2 separate regions of the Mus musculus genome follow, and region 2 is linked to region 1. The links are chromatin contacts, called in public promoter capture Hi-C maps. All regions are on one chromosome and are shown on one strand. The core of a region is the stretch at or near the end of the contact, and the rest is flanking DNA. Distances in the headings are between cores, read along the strand shown.

Region 1 (3,571 bases), core at 808-3,307:
ACCCAAGTAATACCAAAACTATTACGCTGTGCTCTTGCCTCACCGATTATGAACTAGAGACAGACAGATGACGTCTCATATTTCCCACGCATTAGTCACTGCTCAGTGAATTAAACATCACACTTGTCTATGTAGACTGGAACATTTCTCAATATCACCTTCACAGGGAGTGTTTGTTATTTGAACGGATGGCTGTGTAGTGTGTTCACCCGGTTAACAATTCCCCTTTATCAATTGTCTGGTTTCTGATTACTTGTTTTATGCTACTTAATGTTGCAATGTAAGGTATGTAGCCTGGTGGCATATTTATAATCCCAGCAGCTGGGAGGATGAGGCAGGAGGATGATGAGTCCCAGGCCCCAGTTTCTGCAATACAGTAATTTTAATCTCTACTATGTAGCCTCCTCAAGGATAAACATACACAAGGAACAAATATATAGCAAAAGGGAAAAAGTAAAACTTCATTAAGTAAAAAGTAGAAGCTGGCCGGTGGTGGCGGCTCACGCCTTTAATCCCAGCACTTGGGAGGCAGAGGCAGGCGGATTTCTGAGTTCGAGACCAGCCTGGTCTACAACGTGAGTTCCAGGACAGCCAGGGCTATACAGAGAAACCCTGTCTCGAAAAAAACCAAAAAAAAAAAAAAAAAAAAGTAAAACTTCCATGAATAGTGTCTACTCCTTAATGGCTCAGTATGATTTTCAAATTTTATAGCCAGGAGGTGGTGGTGCTCGCCTTTAATCCCAGCAGAAGCAGGAGGATTTCTGAGTTCAAGGCCAGCCTGGTCTACAGAGTGAGTAGACCAGGCTGGGCTACACAGTGAAACCCTGTCTCGAAAAACCAAAATTAGAACAAAAAGAAAAAGAAAAAAGAAAAATTTCAAATTTTTTACAACCATAGCATTGTACCATTGGAAAGAGAATTTAGTAGTCAATTTTTCTAAAATTTCTTTCACCATGTGCCCAGCCTGCTCACGTGACTCATGCTTTACAGTTACAGACGCCAGGGCCTCTCGATTCTCTCTGGCATCCATTCCAATTAAGGCATACCGAAGTTAACTGGCTGCACCCTTGTTTTCGGGTTTTTAATGAGGAGCTGTGCTCCGCAGGCGCCCAATAAACACTAATTGGAGGAACTCAGGCAACCGCGGAAGCAGGCCAGGGCCGGCTGCCAGAGTCCTGAGTCCCCACTCGCGAGTGTGCCTGGCAGAGCAGCAGCTCTATTTAGAAGTAGCGCCTCAGGCATCGTCCTCAGCAGGAACCTGCGGCCGAGCTCCAACCGCTCCAGGTCACACCCACCAGCGCCAGGTCACGCCCAGCCGCCCCAGGAATCGACCAGAGCGCCGCTCCGCTCCAAATCCCAGACTCTCCTCCTTTAGTTAAGGCGTGGCTTTCAGCTGCCAATCACAGAGAGGCCGGCCTGGGCTTTGGCCTTGCCCCAGGCAAGGTTTACAGCCAGGGTCGTAGGCCTCCGGCTTCAGGCGAGGTCTCAGGCGCGGCCTCCTCAGGCTTCAGTCGCAGCCAAGTCTCCCCCCTCCTTTTTTTGTTTTGTTTTGTTTGTTTGTTTGTTTGTTTTTCGTGACAGGGTTTCTCTGTATAGCCCTGGCTGTCCTGGAACTGACTCTGTAGACCAGGCTGGCCTTGAACTCAGAAATCCACCTGCCTTTGACGCCCAAGTGCTGGGATTAAAGGCGTGCGCCACCACTGCCCGGCAAGTCTCGTCCCTCTAACCACACTAACGTGCAGGCCCACCCTCAACCCCTACACCTTCAGCGTTGGCATCAGTAGCGGCCTCCTCAAGCGGTGATCGCCTCCCAGCCCCTAACTTCACCACCAGACGCCTAAGGCGGCGTTCCTGCGCAGACCCTGAGAAGGCCCCGCCCTGCAGCCAAGGCCACGCCCTATCCCAGGCGCCAGCCTCAGCACCACCTGCGGGAGGCCCCACCCTATCCAGGCGCGGGCCTCGCCCCACCACGGGCGTCAGCAGCGGTCGGAGGCAGCGGACTGTTAGGCCCCACCCTCTCAAGGCGCAGGCTCCGCCCCGTGGCTCAGGTCCCGCCCTCAGTGCTCGCTGCGCTCGGATGCGGATGGGACGCGGCAGCAGCTCGCCTGTCCTTTGTGTTCGAGTGGCGGCAGCTTCGCAGGCCTTCACCGGCACATTCCTCTGGCCGATCAGTCGCGTGCTTCCTAGCGACCCATCATGTCAGCGGGAGCGGGCGCGGCCGTGGAGGCAGGCTTCTCCAGCGAGGAGCTGCTGTCGCTCCGCTTCCCGCTGCACCGCGCCTGCCGGGACGGGGACCTGGTCGCGCTCTGTTCGCTGCTGCCACACACGCCGCGCGCTCACCTGGCCGCTGAGGACTCCTTCTACGGCTGGACGCCCGTGCACTGGGCTGCGCACTTCGGCAAGGTGGGCGCGGGCACTTTAAGGCGCCATTTTCCGCGTGGTGTGCTGTTAGGGTCAGAGCGCACCCCACGGTGTCTGGAGAGCGCGGTCGGCAGCGGCAGCGCAACCCCTGAGAGTTCCAGGGCGCATGTGCGGTACCGCGCGGTCTGCGACCCAGGACGGTGGGGGGTGGGGGGCGCGGAAGCTGCTCAGACGCCGCGGGCGCCTCGAGGGCTTCAAGGCGCATGTGCGGCGGGCGGCGCGCGACCCAGGACCTCCGGGGGCGCGGGGAGTGTTGGGAGGCGGGGCGGAAATGGGGTCCGTCTCGCCGGCTCCCCCGAAGGATCCAGGGCGCATGTGCACACTTGTGGCTCTTCCGAGCGGGGCGGGCAGACTGCAGTTGAGGCCGTTTGCGCGGAGGCCGCCGGGCTTCGGGAATCGTGGCGAGGAGGAAACTGGGGGCCTCGCGCTTCTGTCTAATGGAAACCGGGTGCAGGGCCCCCTGAAGGCACGGAGGGATGGGCGCTGCCCTCGTAGCCGGGGGTGTCAAGTCTGCACCTGCTATGGCCGACGGCGGGGTCGCGGCCATGCCTATCGGCCCCCTCTCCACCGGGACCGTCCTGTGTAAGCTGCGCTAATTGGCCCCGTTCTCCTGGTGTTGAAAGGTGGCATGCAGTTGGGTGCAGGTAGTCGCTGGGAATCCACCTTCTCGTGGTCGCCTTAGTTAACCTGCACACAGAAGTGCTTCTGCGCCATAAAGCGGCAAAATTCACGCTGTACTGTTTACCAGAATTTGATCTAAAGCTAAAGGAGCATTTTCACGTCTACGGAGAACGAGTTGTAGACTTGACTTTGGAGACCAGTATTGTAGCGGAGGCGAGGACGTTGTAGTTCTGAGCTTTCCTATCTGAAACCTGGATGGTCTTAAGATACGGAACCATCTTGTTAACCCGTTCCAACTATTACGGAAAGCTCTTAGAGGCGAAAAGGCTGAGCCTTTCACCCCAGCCGGGCCATGTGTTACTGCTCTCCCTCCTGTAGGTTTCCAGCGTGTTTCCCTAGGTTGTACCTACCAGTGATGCTCAGGTTACCCAGTAATTTATGGGGCTTATTTATTCCCGGAAAACTGGCCATTGTGAAGGCTAACTATCTTGCTTTTACCAGATGCCCCATTTAAAAGGACCCTCCACAA
Region 2 (3,357 bases), core at 157-2,656, 940 kb before region 1:
GGATTCCCTATGAAAAGTACCGAGAAAGCACACCCAAGTCTCAGGGTCACGACTGAACTCACACTGTACTTCTGCAAATGAGCAGGAAGAAGCCAGGGAGATAGGATTTATAGTCAGGAGAGACATCACATTGCTGATCTCTGACTGTAAATAAGGATTTAATGGGGAACTGTAATATTTGGCTGAGATTCCCACTCCCATTTCCAATTCCCCCAACAACCTCTGCTATAACCTAGAGGTAAGCTCCTTCTCCTTCTTCTCCTTCTTCTCCTTCTTCTCCTTCTTCTCCTTCTTCTCCTTCTTCTCCTTCTCCTCCTCCTCCTTCTCCTTCTCCTCCTTCTCTTCTCTTTCTCCTTCTCCCTTTCCTCCTCCTCCTCCTCCTCCTCCTCCTCCTCCTCCTCCTCCTCCTCCTCCTCCTTCTTCTTCTTCTTCTCCATCTCCTTCTCCTTCTCCTCCTCCTCCTTCCTCTCTCTCTCTCACTCTCTCTCTGTCTGTCTCCCTCTGTATCTCTGTCTGTCTCTGTCTCTGTCTCTCTCTCATTGACCATGAATCTAGATTGTGTCCTGAATTTGGGTTTCTCTGATTAATGTAGCCCCAGCTGGCCTCCAACTTACAGAGATCTACCTGCCTCTACCTCTGCCTCCCAGTGCTGGCATTAGAGATGTACACAAGCATATCTGGCTACCTGGCCATCATTAACAAGCATCAAGAACACTGTATCTTTCATTGGTGTTAAAAGCAATAAAGGATTAGTGTTAATGCTGTTAGTGTAAGAAGAACAGGCATATAAAAATATGCTTTATCCACTTCACAGAGAGTAGCGAAACGTTGGGACAGTGCTAAATGTTACACAAAAGGATATGTATGTGCTTGAGCATGTATCAATGTGTGTATTTGTACCTGTCTATATGTGTGTGTCTTTATATGTATGTGTGTGGTGCATGCACACATTTGTAGGCATCAAAACAAGTTGGGAAACATGCAGTCATAAAAACGGAAGAGGGACAAATGGAGGTTTGTGACACTATTCCTCTACCTTGGAACGAGTTAGAACATTCCCATTAAGTTAATAGAAAACTTATGTGCGCGGTGTATAAAGCCGCTCCCTGGCATTCCTGTGTGAGAGGCATTCAAAGATGGACTTTCCCTTCTCGCCACTCCCCAAGTTCCAGCGAAGGAAACACAAAGAAGAGTGCTTCCTCTACGGCTTCCAGGCTGGAGGTTTCTGTCCACCGAACCTACCTGAAGTTGTCTTGATCGGCTGCAGCTCAGCGCCTTGCCAGCAGCACAGCAGGAAGACAGATAAGAAGGTCCTCGATCCTCTATTCGCTGCCATGGTCCCTCCAGTTACAGGAGGAGGCCCTTCCCTGGAAGGTAGGTCTTCAGCTTCCCCAGCCTTGGACTCCTGGATACGTGGAATGTGGGGGACCTGTGACATCACCACAGGGCACTGACCTGGGTTCCTTCCCCATTAGAGTGTATGTTAACCCTGTGAGAACATGGTTAAGAAGTGAACTGGGGTCCTGCCAGGTATGGGGTTTGTTTCTCTGTGAGGCACTGTGGGGAGCTGATGGTGTGTGAGGCTTTCTTGGTAGATGTCAGCCTCAGAGAGCAAGAAGAGTATTCTAGCTCTTCCAGCATCTATAAAAACACAGAGCCCCAGGGACTTAACACATATCGTGACTTAACTGTTGGGAATTCTGACCACGTGACCATGACACCAGCTTAATACTTAACCGAGGGTCTGAATAGGATCCAGGCATATGGCCACATTTCTCCAAGCTGTGACTCAGTTGAATGACCAGAGACAAAGACAGACATGGCCAGAGGACAAGCCTGGTCAGTGGGGCAGCTGTGACTTGCTACCCCTATAACTAGGAAGTCAGATGTCAGATCCTGGTGTAGGAGTGGATCCCTCTATGTTGGTCATGAGAACTTGGGATCTGGGATGGCTCAGAAGAAGCTTAAAAAATCTGGCTCAGTTCACTCCAGAAGTCAGTCTGTATGGTCATCCCAAAACCTGGTCCCCTAAAGCAACTAATGTGTAACTGTGAGTTAGCTCTGCAGGGGTGAACTGAGCTTGGTCACTGCTGAGTGCTGAGGAGACAGGTCCTTCCTGTCTCATCCTTGCAAATCCACTGGCCAGACAAGCCATAGGCTCAGCCAGACTCAAGGGAGCTGCACAGAGAGGGTGTGTGAGCTGTTCAGGCCACAGAGCTCTTACTGCCTGCTTGCAGAGGCACCGAGTTCATGGGGAGATGGCAGTCAGGGTTACCAGTTGCTTTTGGGGGATTCAGATCTCAAGAATGGTCCTCTAAATTTTCCTCGGGTCTTTGCTGCCCTTTAGCAAGAATTTCACATATCCTCCCCTTTGCGTGGATATCTTTAAGAAGTGTTTCGATCAGGAGGGAAGTCAGAAAATTGATCTTTTGATACCTATTTCATTGAACACAGATTTTGACAGATGTCTGGCTTGGGGCATGTGGACACTCCCTGTGCTGTACCCTCAGTGAAGAGAGAACCACAAGTCCCTGGCATCCAGCCCCAGTCCCTGCATCTTCTGAGATGGTTCCAGGAGAAAGAGGCAAATAATATATTTTTAAAAATAACCTTATAATTAAAATAAAAGCATTTAGAGGTAGGGGCTCATGTACCAATGCTGACCTTGAACTTGGTATGTAGCCAAGAATGACTTTGAACTACTGATCCTCCTGCCTCTGTCTCCCAGATGCTGGGGTCACAGGTGTGGGCCGCCATGCCTGGTTCATGACTTTTTAAAAAAAATTATATGTATAGATGTTTTGCCTACATGTATGTATGTGCACCATAGAATAGGGTGTCAGATCCCCTGGAACTGGAGTTGCAGTTGTTTATTAGTCACCATGTGTGTGCTGGGAACTGACCCCAGATCCTTTCTACAAACACCCAGTGCTCTTAACCATTGAGCCATTTCTCTTGCCCCATGGTTCTTTTTTTTAATAAGCAGGGTTTTTTTTTTAATGCTTTAACTTTTGGAAGTATATGAATTCAGAAAAGTTGAAAGAAGGAAGAAAATAGTTGTCCTTGCTTCGGACATTTAGCACTGACAGCACCTTGGAGCACTTTGTTGTTTTAATAAAGAATTTAATATGCCCCATTAAAAAATGGGGCTCAGAACTGAACAAAGAATTCTCACCTGAGGAATACCGAATGGCAGAGAAACACCTGAAAAAATGTTCAACATCCTTAATCATCAGGGAAATGCAAATCAAAACAACCCTGAGATTCCACCTCACACCAGTCAGAATGGCTAAGATCAAAAATTCAGGTGACAGCAGATGCTGGCGTGGATGTGGAGAAAGAGGAACACTCCTCCAT

What was found. Promoter capture Hi-C pulls out the DNA fragments that hold promoters and counts their contacts.
Region 2: a promoter capture Hi-C map of stem cell-derived epiblast-like cells shows a contact between it and region 1, with 6 times the contacts expected there. The contact joins the promoter of Spaca7 here to the promoter of Ankrd10 in region 1. A contact is called at or near these places in 3 of 39 promoter capture datasets (hippocampal neurons, liver and stem cell-derived epiblast-like cells) and 2 of 115 datasets of contacts at active chromatin or transcription factors (astrocytes and pancreatic cancer cells).

What each region holds. Positions count from the first base shown.
Region 1 is chr8:11,634,243-11,637,813 of GRCm38.p6, reverse strand. It overlaps Ankrd10 (ankyrin repeat domain 10), which reads left to right and starts at 2,057. Exons shown (of 6, transcript NM_133971.3): 1 at 2,057-2,403. The coding sequence starts at 2,197. It overlaps Mir7238 (microRNA 7238), which reads left to right and starts at 2,078; the gene lies at 2,078-2,120.
Region 2 is chr8:12,571,085-12,574,441 of GRCm38.p6, reverse strand. Spaca7 (sperm acrosome associated 7) reads right to left here and starts at 1,406. Exons shown (of 7, transcript NM_024279.3): 1 at 1,243-1,406. The coding sequence starts at 1,336.